Regions from separate parts of the Mus musculus genome. Here regions 1 and 2 are each linked to region 3. The links are chromatin contacts, called in public promoter capture Hi-C maps. All regions are on one chromosome and are shown on one strand. Each heading gives the region's core, a stretch centred on a gene start, on an enhancer-like site or on the middle of the called end of the contact. The rest is flanking DNA. Distances are from core to core; before and after follow the strand shown. Region 1 holds the start of Pgap2 (post-GPI attachment to proteins 2). Region 2 has its middle 9.2 kb from the start of Folr2. Region 3 holds the start of Il18bp (interleukin 18 binding protein).

The links. Promoter capture Hi-C pulls out the DNA fragments that hold promoters and counts their contacts.
Region 1: a contact with region 3 is called in a promoter capture Hi-C map of liver, with 2.1 times the contacts expected there. The contact joins the promoter of Pgap2 here to the promoter of Il18bp in region 3. A contact is called at or near these places in 3 of 39 promoter capture datasets (cranial neural crest, liver and neutrophils), 1 of 115 datasets of contacts at active chromatin or transcription factors (effector CD8 T cells) and 1 of 9 other capture datasets (adipose tissue).
Region 2: a promoter capture Hi-C map of liver shows a contact between it and region 3, with 2.3 times the contacts expected there. The contact joins the enhancer-like site here to the promoter of Il18bp in region 3. A contact is called at or near these places in 6 of 39 promoter capture datasets (the 3T3-L1 cell line, 3T3-L1-derived adipocytes, the HPC-7 cell line and 3 more), 1 of 115 datasets of contacts at active chromatin or transcription factors (embryonic stem cells) and 3 of 9 other capture datasets (adipose tissue, liver and pancreatic islet).

Annotation. Positions count from the first base shown.
Region 1 is chr7:102,221,039-102,225,027 of GRCm38.p6, forward strand. It overlaps Pgap2 (post-GPI attachment to proteins 2), which reads left to right and starts at 2,033. Exons shown (of 7, transcript NM_001382592.1): 1 at 2,033-2,112; 2 at 2,341-2,452.
Region 2 is chr7:101,852,599-101,856,455 of GRCm38.p6, forward strand. It overlaps a transcript of Folr2 not described here. Among named protein-coding and RNA genes, the nearest start is that of Folr2, 9.2 kb to the left of the region's middle. Within about 2 kb of position 1,398, at least 37 of the 459 cell types and tissues checked have an H3K27ac peak or open chromatin away from gene starts, as enhancers often do.
Region 3 is chr7:102,015,934-102,019,661 of GRCm38.p6, forward strand. Il18bp (interleukin 18 binding protein) reads right to left here and starts at 2,299. Exons shown (of 7, transcript NM_010531.2): 1 at 2,177-2,299; 2 at 1,664-1,731; 3 at 1,354-1,418; 4 at 817-1,008; 5 at 345-468; 6 at 110-257. The coding sequence starts at 1,381. Rnf121 (ring finger protein 121) reads right to left here. Exons shown (of 9, transcript NM_029211.3): 9 at 3,204-3,728.

The sequences.
Region 1 (3,989 bases), core at 783-3,282, 200 kb after region 3:
CCTCTCTTTCCCATTCTCCAGTGTGGCAATTATAGCTATTCCGTGGGGTTGACTTTATATAGAGTGATTATTGGGATGACTTCAGACACACGAGTAAGTAATGTGCCTTCTCTAGAGACTTTACTACTTGGTAAAATGGGGATATTAAGCTGGGTGTGGTGGCGCACGCCTTTAATTCCAGCACTTGGGAGGCAGAGGCAGGCAGATTTCTGAGTTCGAGGCCAGCCTGGTCTACAGAGTGAGTTCCAGGACAGCCAGGGCTACACAGAGAAACAATGTCTCAAAAAAACAAAAACAAAAACAAAAAACAAAAAACAAAAAATGGGGATATTATTCGATTCTACCTTGGTGAGGGATTTGGCTTAGTTGGTAGAGTGCTTGCTCAGCATGCACCAATAACTTCCAGCCATCCATAGCCCATGGATTGGTGAGACATACATGTAGTCCTACACTAAGAAGTGGAGGTTTGACTACATAACAGGTTTGAGGCCTGTGTGGGCTATGTGAGATTCTTGCCTACTTTTTTTTTTTTTTTTTTTTTTTTTTGACTTTTCAAGACAGGGTTTCTCTGTGTAGTCCTGGCTGCCCTGGAACTCACTCTGTAGACCAGGCTGGCCTCGAACTCAGAAATGCGCCTGCCTCTGCCTCCCAAGTGCTGGGATTAAAGGCATGCACCACCACTGCCCAGCTCTTGCCTGCTTTTTGAAGGGAGGAGGATACTATTTTTTACTTTGCAATGTGGGAATGCTGATGGAGATTAGAGGACAACTTGTGGGAGGTAGTTCTCTCTTTCCATTCTGCTGTTTCCAAGGACTGAACTCGGTTATAGGCCTGGGTAGCAAGTACCATTAGCCACTGAGCTATCTCATCCACCCAGAGGTCTCACTGAACAAGTCACCTCACCCATAGGGGACTCAGTTAAAAAAAAAAAAAAAAAGATCCACTTTATTTTTATGAGGATTAAATGAGTTAAATGCAAAGTAGCAATGTGCCTAGGATGTGATTTTAAGTAGGATTTAAACGGTGATAACTGTCTGACTCAGAAGTCCCACTACTGCTACAGTTGGTCCTGACAATCCTCAAGATGTCTGTAGGAAATTGTTGATCCCCTCACCCTCCTTCCTATTTTGGGTAGGATAGTTTTTTCAAAAACTATCAGTCTAGGCCAGGCCAAAGTGGGAAAAGAACACCTGGACCTGGTTTCTTCTCCTCTTCCTCTTCCTCCTCCTCTTCCTCCTCCTCCCCCTCCTCCTCCTCCTCCTCTCCCCCTCCTCCTCCCCCCCCTCCTCTCCCTGCCCCTCCTTCTCTTCTTCCTCCTTTTCCGTGAAGAACCCTTAAGCTGGATCTGGCTGAACGTCCCGTCCCCCCCTCCCCCCGCCCCTTCCTCCTCCTCCCTCGCGTGCGCCAGTGATGTCGGACAGCATAGGGCTCCCTCTTCTGATAAAAGGTGAGAACAGCTTTGGCCCTTAGTTTCTGAGATGGGCGTAGATGATCTATCTGCAATGTGGCTTTTGGTTTATTTTTATTTTATTTTATTTTTCAGCTCCTTTTGTTGGATGCTGTAGCCGGTCATAGGGAATAAAGTTTGAGGGAAAATAGCCACGGCTGGGGCAAATTTGGCTTAATATTTCAGAAGTGCAAAGCTGGATAATTCGATTAGAATGAGGGTAGAGGACTGGAGAATCGGGTCAGGTAATGAAAGAATTTGGGCCCCATTGAATTAATTTTACATTCTTTCAACAGGTGATGGCATGCAGCCACAGGTAAGATGACAAGGTGACTTATTCAACATTTCAAAACCATGTGTCCTGGGCCCTCTGACTGCTCTCACGTACTCAAAAATAATGGGGACAGAGCCGAACTACTAGGGAAGCTTGGCTTGAGGAGACAGTAGATTATAAAGAAAGACTGGAGTCCCGGACCCCAAAATGGGGAGGAGCAAGTGTTGAAACGGGACCAGTTTCCTCTTTAAGACCCACCCCAGAGCGCTGGCCCCGCCTCACGCCGTTGCTGCTGCGACCCGCCCCCTTCCACTCGCCCCCGGGCCGGGCTGGGGCTCCCGGTTCCGCGCCCCTGGCTACGGGGTACGGCCCCCTATCCACCAGTACTTGGGTGAGTAAGGAGGGAATGGCCAGTTTGGACCACAGGGTAACGCCACTTCGGGAGCCCCGCCACGAGGTCCGGCCTCCGCAGGCCTGCGGTCTAGGCGCCTACCTGCCTGTGCCCACACTCAGAACCCCGGGAACTGCAGGCATCCAGGTGCTGAACTGTCTTGCTTTTGTCCACTCGGTGGCAGGGCTAGGTGTGCTGGGTTTAAAGACTGCCTCATTTATTCCGCAGGGCCTTTTGCTCGAGATTCCTCCAGGCACTGCAGATGGAGGCGTGGGGGAGCCCTGGAATCTCAGACTAGTTTTGAATCCCAGCTCTGCCAGTTACTAGCTTGTGGCTTTGAGTAAGTGGTTTTTTTTTTTTTTTTTTTTTTTTTTAAACTACCCTGGGACTTACTTTCTTTTTCTATGAAATGGGAACCCGGAGGACAACACCGTCTCCTAAAATAAATAGAACTAAAAGAGATATTGTATATCAAGTACTGAGCTCAGAATGTAGATTCTGACAGGAGTGTGGTAGTGAGATCTTTAGGGACTTTGGATATGAAGTGGTGGTACTTCTACAAAAACAGTTTTCAGAGCCTTGTAATCTTAGTAACAGGGAGGCAAGGACAGAAGGATTGGGAGTTTCCAGCAAGCCTGGACTACACAGTAAGATCTTTTCTCTGGAAGAGTGTACATAAACACGTGCACACACAAACTAAAATAAAATGAAATCAACTAAGTAGTGCCAATGAAGAACTCCTAGGTTGCCTAGGAGCAGAACTTAAGGTAGTGGGCTCCTCAAACTGAGCTATCAAGCAGTGGCCATGGTGGAGAGGCCTTCCAAGTAATCTAGACCATGTGATTTCCTCTTTTACAATTTGAAACAGGCCCAGGATGGTTAGGTGACTTGTCCAAGGTCATACATGTAAAAGGGAGGCCAGGCACACTGCCAAGAAGTAGAAGCAGCTATCTTTTCTGTTTGTTTCTGACACTGTCCTTGAATGCCACCCCCTGCCCCCCATTGACCCTGCATGGGGTAAGGTCCAGGGTAAGGTTCTTTCAAGCTGACGATCTGGTCTTCAGTTAGAGGATCCCAGTGGTTCACGGATACAGAGCAGCTGGCTTTGGGGAGGACCATTAGGAGGAGGATTGGGTTAAATCTACTTCAGAGAGTCTAGGTGTGGGCTGGCTGGCCACAGTGCTCTTGTGTAGGGCCCTATCTAGAGAATGGGTGAGATCTGGGAGGGTCATCAATGCCACTTCCAACTTCCCAGGGAGATGCTTGACCAAATATTTATTGCCCCAAAGGGGAGGAAGAACTTGAGAACTTGGGTCGGGCTACTTGGCAGAGAGGTAGGTGGAAAGGCAGAGGAAAATGTGGAGGTGTACCCACCTGTTTCTGGAATGCTAGGAGGCCAGCCTGAGATCAGAGTTCTATTTAAGGGTGGGGCCAGAAAGAGTCATGGCTTGAGACCAGAAGGGCCGGTTTTTATGTATCTGGAGCCAGCTATAGTTCGGCACCAAGAAACCTAAACTCTGAGAATGACTTCCCCAAGCTCAGCTTTGAGGAAGAGACTCTCTTGGTTTCTCCATCTTTACAATGGGAACAGGCAGACTGGTTCATGGGTATAGATATATGGTATTTGTTTTCTTTTCTCTTTTGCTCATTCCAGTTCTTTTTTTTTTTTTTTTTTTTTTTTTTTTTTGGTGTTTTTGAGACAGGGTTTCTCTGTGTAGCCCTGACTGTCCTGGAACTCACTTTGTAGACCAGGCTGGCCTCGAACTCAGAAATCCACCTGCCTCTGCCTCCTGAGTGCTGGGATTAAAGGCGTGCGCCACCACGCCTGGCTGCTCATTCCAGTTCTAATCTGACCTTCCTGGTTAGAGTTTTGGTCC
Region 2 (3,857 bases), core at 148-2,647, 160 kb before region 3:
ACAGAGTAAATTCTAGGACAGCCAGAGCTACACAGAGAAACCCTGTCTCGAAAAACAAAAAACAAATAAACAAAACAACAACAACAAAGTAATAATAAGGGAGCTGGAGAAATGGCTCAGTGGTTAAGAGCACTGACTGCTCTTCCAGACGTCCTGAGTTCAAATCCCAGCAACCACATGGTGGCTCACAACCATCTGTAATGGGATCCAGTGCCCTCTTCTGGTGTGTCTAAATACAGACACTATACTCATATACATTAAATAAACAAATCTTTAAAATATTTTTAAACAAACAAAAGAATGTAGTAGTAAGTTTCCGGGGATGGTGCTCAGAAGTCTTCAGGCTAGTCAGTCCTACCTGTGACGTACCGCTGTAGGCTTTCCTACTGTACAGCCTCTAACAAAACTAGGCTGGATGGTTGACCTTTACCCCAAAAAGCTGAGAAAGCAGCTAAATCCACATGCAGTGTGTGCCCAGGCAGACTGTGAGGGGTTCGTGCTGTGAGGCCCAAAGTCCTCATAAGCTGGTCTAAGACAAAGAAGTGTGTCAACAGGGCCTATGGCTGGTCCATGTGTGACAAGTGTGTCCGTGACAGCATCAAGTGGGCTTTCCTTATTGAGGAGCAGAAAATCGTTGTGAAAGTGTTGAAGGCACAAGCTCAGAGTCAGAAAGCAAAAGAAATATGCAGCATTTTTAAGTAATAAAAATCAAGACTTGCCGGGCGTGGTGGCACATGCCTTTAATCCCAGCACTTGGGAGGCAGAGGCAGGCGGATCTCTGAGTTCGAGGCCAGCCTGGTCTACAAAGTGAGTTCCAGGACAGCCAAGGCTACACAGAGAAACCCTGTCTTGAAAAAAAAAAAATCAAGACTTGGTCTATGGAGAAAAGAAAAGAAGAGAAAAGAAAAGAAAAGAAAAGAAAAGGGAAGGGAAGGGAAGGGAAGGGAAGGGAAGGGAAGGAAAGGAAAGGAAAGGAAAGGAAAGGAAAGGAAAGGAAAGGAAAGGAAAGGAAAGGGAAGGGAAGGGAAGGGAAGAGAAGAATGTAATAATAAGTTTGTTAAACTGGATGAGAAGTCTTCTTCCTCTTTTTTTTGTTTTGTTTTGTTTTTCAAGAGAGGATTTCTCTGTGTAGCCCTGGCTGTCCTAAAACTCATTCTATAGACCAGGCTAGCCTCAAACTCTCAGAGATCTACCTGATTCTGCCTCCAGAGAGCTGGAGTTAAAGGCATGAGCCACCACTATCTGGCCTCTTTTCGCTCTGATATTGGAATTTATCAATAGGTGGTTTCTCGTCTCTCCTCCAGTCTATCTAAAGATTCCTCCCACAGCTTACTGACAGGAAACAGACTCATGCAACTGACATCACTGCCTTAAACTAACACTTGGATGAATCAAACTCTTTGAGGCCTGAGATTTGAGTTTTCAGAAATTTTCCAGCCTCTAGGCAGAAGACATGGAGAGGGATGCTTAGATGCTTACCCAAGAAATAATTTTAAAGGAATGAGTCAACTTAATGAGAGAGATGAGATTGTGGTTATCATCTTGTTATTTTGGGTAATGTACTTCATATTTATGGTTTTTTTTTGATTAGTCATATGATAGTCTTTTTTTTTCCCCTGGCTCTAGTCTATAACCCTTAATTTAGCAGGCTATACTTGTGCCAGCTGGAATAAACAATCTCTTTTAAAAGTCCTTGGTCAGTGGGCAACTCCCCTAAACATCTCAACTGGATCTGTCTACAGCCTACTCTGAGAACACAGTTCCTCCCGGACCAATTGGACCAATTGCCACTCTGCCCCTCTTTTTTTTCCCCCACCAAGGCCTCGTTCTTATTTTTTTAAGACAGGATCTCATTATATTGCTCTGGCTGACCTTGAACTTGCTAAAGGGTCTCAAACTCAGAGATTAGACTGCCTCCATCGTTCCAGTGCTATTTTCTAGGCTTGTTACAGGACTAGGGTGGTTACCAGGGGATTACTCTGCTTTTAAAACATGTTGATATAGTCATGTATACAGGTTCACCGAGCTAACCCTTCTCCTTGGGATCCCACTGGCAAGTCACATGAGTAATTTGGGGCTGGAGAGATGACTGGCTGGTTAAAATTATCCCTGCTCTTTCAGGGGACTGGAGTGTGGTTCCTAGCATCTCATCCCTTGACAGATCACAACCGGCTGTGACTTCAGTTCCAGGGCAGCTGACCTCTCGTCTGGTCGCCTGCACTCACATGGTGCACATAAATTCATCCACGGTCATACATACACACATAAATAATAAACTAATTGGTCCACGTGTAGTGGTGCAAGTTTTAATGCCAGCACCTACGAGGCAGAGGCAGGCAGATATTTTTATGAATTTGAGACTAGTTTGGCCTGCATACAAGCCGGCTTATATAGTAAGCCTTTCTCTCAAATAAATAAAAGTTAATTTAAAAAAGAAGAAAATAATCGTGTTGAAAACTTGGACTTCTGTTAGTTCTACTGAGGAAGGATTAGACCATGATGGCTCTGACCTAATCAATGAACTCATCCACTGATAGATTAATAATAAGACAGCAAGCTGGACACGGTGGCTCGCACCTGGAATCTCAGTACTTGGGAGGCTGAGGGAGGACGGTCATGAGTTAAAGGCCAACCTGTGCTACATGTGGGTTTTAGGACAGCTTGAACTACAGAGTGAGAGTCTGTCTCAAAATTAAAAAACAAAAACAAAAACAAAAAAAACCAAAAACTGGAAAATGAATAACCCAATGTCTCTTTTAGGAGGCAACAGAAAGGAAGATTGTGAGACTTCAGTTAGTTGAGAGCAGGTCACTGGGGTGCACCCTGAAGGATCCAGTCACTTGCTCTGTATTTCCTGGCCACCATAATTCACAGTGATTCACTTCTTCTGGGACATGTTTCTCCTGCCCTGATGTTCTGCCTCAGCACAGGCCCAGAAACAGTGGAACTACCTCAGCTATGAGGCAGAATACATTGTCTTCTCATAAGCTGTTCTCTGTTATGTTGTCACAAAGAGACTAACACACTCTTCCAGAAGCATGAACTGGTTATAAGATAGGAAGGTCTTTGTAGTGTCCATAGGTTGTTTGACAGACCTGGTGATTCTGCTCCTTCTGGAACATGAAATAGGATTAGGATATTTTCTGGACTTCTGAATTTTCGACTTGGTCATGATTTCATTAGGCCAACCAAATGAAACAACAGATGGGTAGAAGTGTGTAGGGATTGTACAGAATTCAAGGTCTTTTATCTCCTGGAGTGTGTGATAAGATAGAATCACTCTCCCTCCGCCTGTAGAACACCTTGTCTCTCACCCTGGGATCTGAACTAAGTAGCAGAAGGTCCCTAACAATCCACAGCAAAAATAATATCTTAATCAAGAAGTTGATAGGTTATTTCTCCACTGTCATTGAAATGAGCCAATTCAAATTAGATTAGATTAGACTTAAAGGCAAGTTTTTTGGGGAAGCTGCTCTTAGGTGGTTCACTAGCCCCAAGGACTGAGGCCAGGGAAGTTGCCAAGGGGAAAGTGGGCGGGGGAGAGAGAGAAAGGACACTCTTGCACAGAGAGAGACCAAAATGTCTGGATTATATAGGGAGAAGCCTCTGGGGGTTGGGGGGGAAGGGCAGCCCAAGACCTGGTCTGGAAATTCAAGGTTGGGAGCAGGGTATGACAGGTAGGGACTGAGGGATACTGGGAGAACCTGGAGGCCAGGTCTGCTCTGATAGGTAAAATAGGGTCCCTTGTCCCTGGGTCTGAAACCGGACATAAACGTTAGTTATACTAAACTTCTAGATTATTAGAAATGTTGCTGTACCAGATGGAAAGATGCCTCTGTTAGAGATGCTCCATTAGA
Region 3 (3,728 bases), core at 1,049-3,548:
GATCTCAAAACAGTCACTAGCTTACAGGTTGTACTGGAAAAGCCAATCCTTCCTTCCCCAGGTAGTAGCGTTCCTCCCATCCCTGGATGCCTTCTTTCAGGTTCCTTACCCAGAGCTGGGCCAGAATGATGTGATACTGGGCCACTTGTCCAGGATCCACAAACAAACAGGAGAAGTTGGTACTTCGTAGGGTGGGGCTCAGTTCTTCCAGCACCAAGGCCCTGTGCAGCCAGGTGCTTGTGTTCCTGTGCTCGCGACTGGAAAGCAGAAGGAAATCGTGAGAGGGTTGCCGGAGTTGGGGAGGAGGAAGGTCTTTCTTGTAGCCCCACTGCTAGGTCCCTTACCTTGTGTGGCCCTCCTTCAGCCGGCCTGGGAGGTGCTCAATGAAGGAACCATTGCCCAGCCAGTAGAGGATGCTGAAGTAGGGGAAGCGGCTGCAGGCAGTACAGGACAAGGTCAGAGTTCCATCTAGGAGCACATTTGACTGTTAGTTATTCTATAAAACAGAGGCCCCTATCCTGCCAAGCTCCACTTAGTCATAAATCAGAAACATAAGACCTGTGTCCTACCTACATAGGAAAATTGCAACCTAGGCCCTGTGAGGTTCTACATTGCCTATGTCTGAGTTCTCTTCTATAGGAACCATCTGGGAAGCTGGGCAGTAGAATGGTGAACACAGAGACAAGTTGGTCTGGCCTGGTGCTTCTTGGCAGGTTGGAAGTAACACTCCCAAGTCAAACCCCCACCCCCCAACTCTGTATTCACAGCCTGCTTCTGGCAACTGTATCCTCTTGGGCTCCCATACTTGTTGCTTACTCAGTGGCACTTCTTTTTCTGGCCAAATCACATCCAGTGCTGGGTACTGCTTAGTTGGGACTGCTGGAGACCAGGAAGAGCATGGGTCTTTTGAGCTTCCAGTTAAGACAGTGGCAGTTGTCTGAGGTGCAGATGTGGCTCTGGCCAAAATGACATGGACATACAAAAGCAGGACCCACCAAGAACTGGGGCCTGAGGAACAAACAGTTACAGCTGTAAATAAAACTGAAGCTCAGCTTTCTAGCACCCATCTTAGTTGGGGACAAGCTGCTACCTGGGTAGGAACAGACCTCGACCCAGATACTCCTAGGTTCTCACCAGGAACCTGAGTGGGTGGAGACCGTTTAGCCCCCACCCCTCGGCTCTGCTGAATGTAGTGCAAAGGAGCCTTGAAATGGAGCCAGAACCAAAGTAGCTACATAGGCGCTTACAGCAATGGAAGAATTGGATGGAACTTCCTTGGGGTGGGGGGTGTTGGGTAGCAGAGTTAGCCACATAGCTCCATTCCTTTAAGAGCCACAAAGCCTAATGTCCCACCTGCTGTCCAGCAGTGTCTCATGGTCATGATGACTTGCAAGCAAGTCTGGTGTCTGTGACTTCCTCTGGAAAAAAATAAGTAAAAGTCAGCTAGCCCTACATCTGTGTTCTTTCCCTCAGGCAGTGTTACTGACACCCATTTGAGCTGGTAGTTTAGAGGGCAGACCTGTAGCCACCAGCTGGGCTATCCACACTTAAGGCACTGCTGGTGTTAATAGTAACAATTTTCTCTCATACCAGCTCCAAACAGCACTTATATAACTTATACCCCCTTAGGAAGGAGAGAAAGTACTAAAAGCCAGGGACTTACCTGGGAAGCAACAGTCCGTTTGCCAGCTTGCCAGCCTCCTTCTGGGAAGGGCAGGCAGCAGTCAGCTTCTAGGAAATCGAGCACCTATTTTCACTTTCACTTTCTTAGCTAGGAATCCCAATCGAAAGCAGGCTGTTCCGAATGGGCCCCTCTCCAAACTCACAGGAATCCTCTATCTACCTCACCCCTCTCTCTAAGGTTAGCGAAGGGGTGAGAAAGATGAGTCTCTCACAGGTCTGTACCTGTCTTGCCCCTTCCACCCTTCACAGCCAACTTTCCTTTCTCCAGAACAAACTCCAAGGAGGCAGTATTTATTAGTACTGGGAACCCCAAATTGAACCACTGACCTTTTTACATTCAGTGCCTCACTGGCCCATTAATATCGTAGTTTCTCTCAAGCTCCCCCACTCCCATCCCTCACCCCAAGGTCAGGTGTATCACTTAACACCAGCCTTCACACACAGCCACAGCCACTTGTACAGGTTCGTTTTCAGTAAATTTAGATCTTCCTACCTGGCTCCTAAGCCCCGAATAGCTTCTTGGAGCTCTAAGGCTCAGCCAGGATAGCTGCCTGGCCCCAAGAAAATCTCACCACAGGAAGGAGCAACTTCCCTGCCTGGCTCGTGTACAAAACTCCCAGCCAAGCGAGAGCTGACCCCAAATAGCCAGGAAGGCACTTCCGCAACACTGGCTCCAGTAGCTCAGAGACTGGTACTTGGAAAGAACAAAATTAGAATCAAACAAAACCCTGAAGCCATGCTCCCTGCATGTGCCAGAACCTCTTGGGGCAGAACGACCAATGCGCACACTTGGGGCAAAGTGCTGTGCTCTTAGGTCTGTGATTCTGTCACCAGAGGGTAGAACTGGTGACAAGTGGGATGGAGCAGGTTGGAAGGACCTGTGGGAATAGATTCATACCTGGTTCAGATGCAGGAGGCTAAAAGCTGTCTTCTATGTGGCACAGTCACATTTCTTTTGAGCAGTCCACCTACCCTCTACCACCTAGGTTGCTGAATTCAGGGCAAAACTCCCTCAGAATCCAGGATCTCTAGGAGTTAGGTCCAGAAGTTGTGCATCCACACACAGCCATTGGGGGATTTCTCATTCCACTGGGGTTTGGGTAGGGGTGCAGGACGAGGAACTGCACTGTACCTTACAAGACTAAAGGTAAAACATAGACGTAGCCTTCACCTTAGGGAGAGGGGAGGACAAATACCAAAGGAAGAGTAGCCTGTCTCTTGGCCTTCTGCTCAGCTCTCATTCCTCTGAGGATGGAGGGAAAAAGGAAGCCACAGCTGAGTAAGAGAACAGGCTGAGTTGTGGGGGTATCAGGGTACTAGTCTCAGACTGGGGGTGAAGGCCTCAGGGCCCCTGATGCCGTAGGACAGGAGACACACACACACACACACACACTCTCACAGAGGGAGGATGGGTGAGAAGGCAGGACCAATGGCTCCAGGTTCCGGCTCTCAGGTGGGATGCAAGAAGCCAAGATACCCCAGGGGGCCCGGGAAAGAGGTGGCAAAAAAAAAAAGGCAAATGCGTGTCCAGCTTTGCAGCCAGCTCATGGAGCTTTATTCAGATGTGATGACAAGATCCTGTTTGGTTCTTGTTGCCTTCAAATGGGCCAGGCCAAATTTCTCTAGACACCCAGTGCTGCTGACCCATGATGCCCTCCCCCTTTCTTCAGACTTCCAGGACTACAGTTAGGCCTGCTCAGAAGTCCCCTTTCAGAGCCCATCTTTATTCAGGCCTCATTCTGCCTATGCACTCACCATTCTTAACGTCAGGCCTGGGAAAAACCCACAAATGACCAAGCCTACCTAGGGACGTTTCCTGGGCTGGAATCCCCTCTTAGCTTCAAGGGCACACTGATGACTGGCAGAAAACAGAGATCCATTAGTCTGTCTGCTCTGTGCATACACAAACATACACACTCTTAGGCTTTCAGGAAGGAAGTGATGTGCAGAGTACCCTTTGGCACATGTCAACACTTCCATGAAGGGTGTACTTGCACAAGAAGCTGCAACATTCGCTGCTGCCAATGTAGCTTCCACAGCTTAAT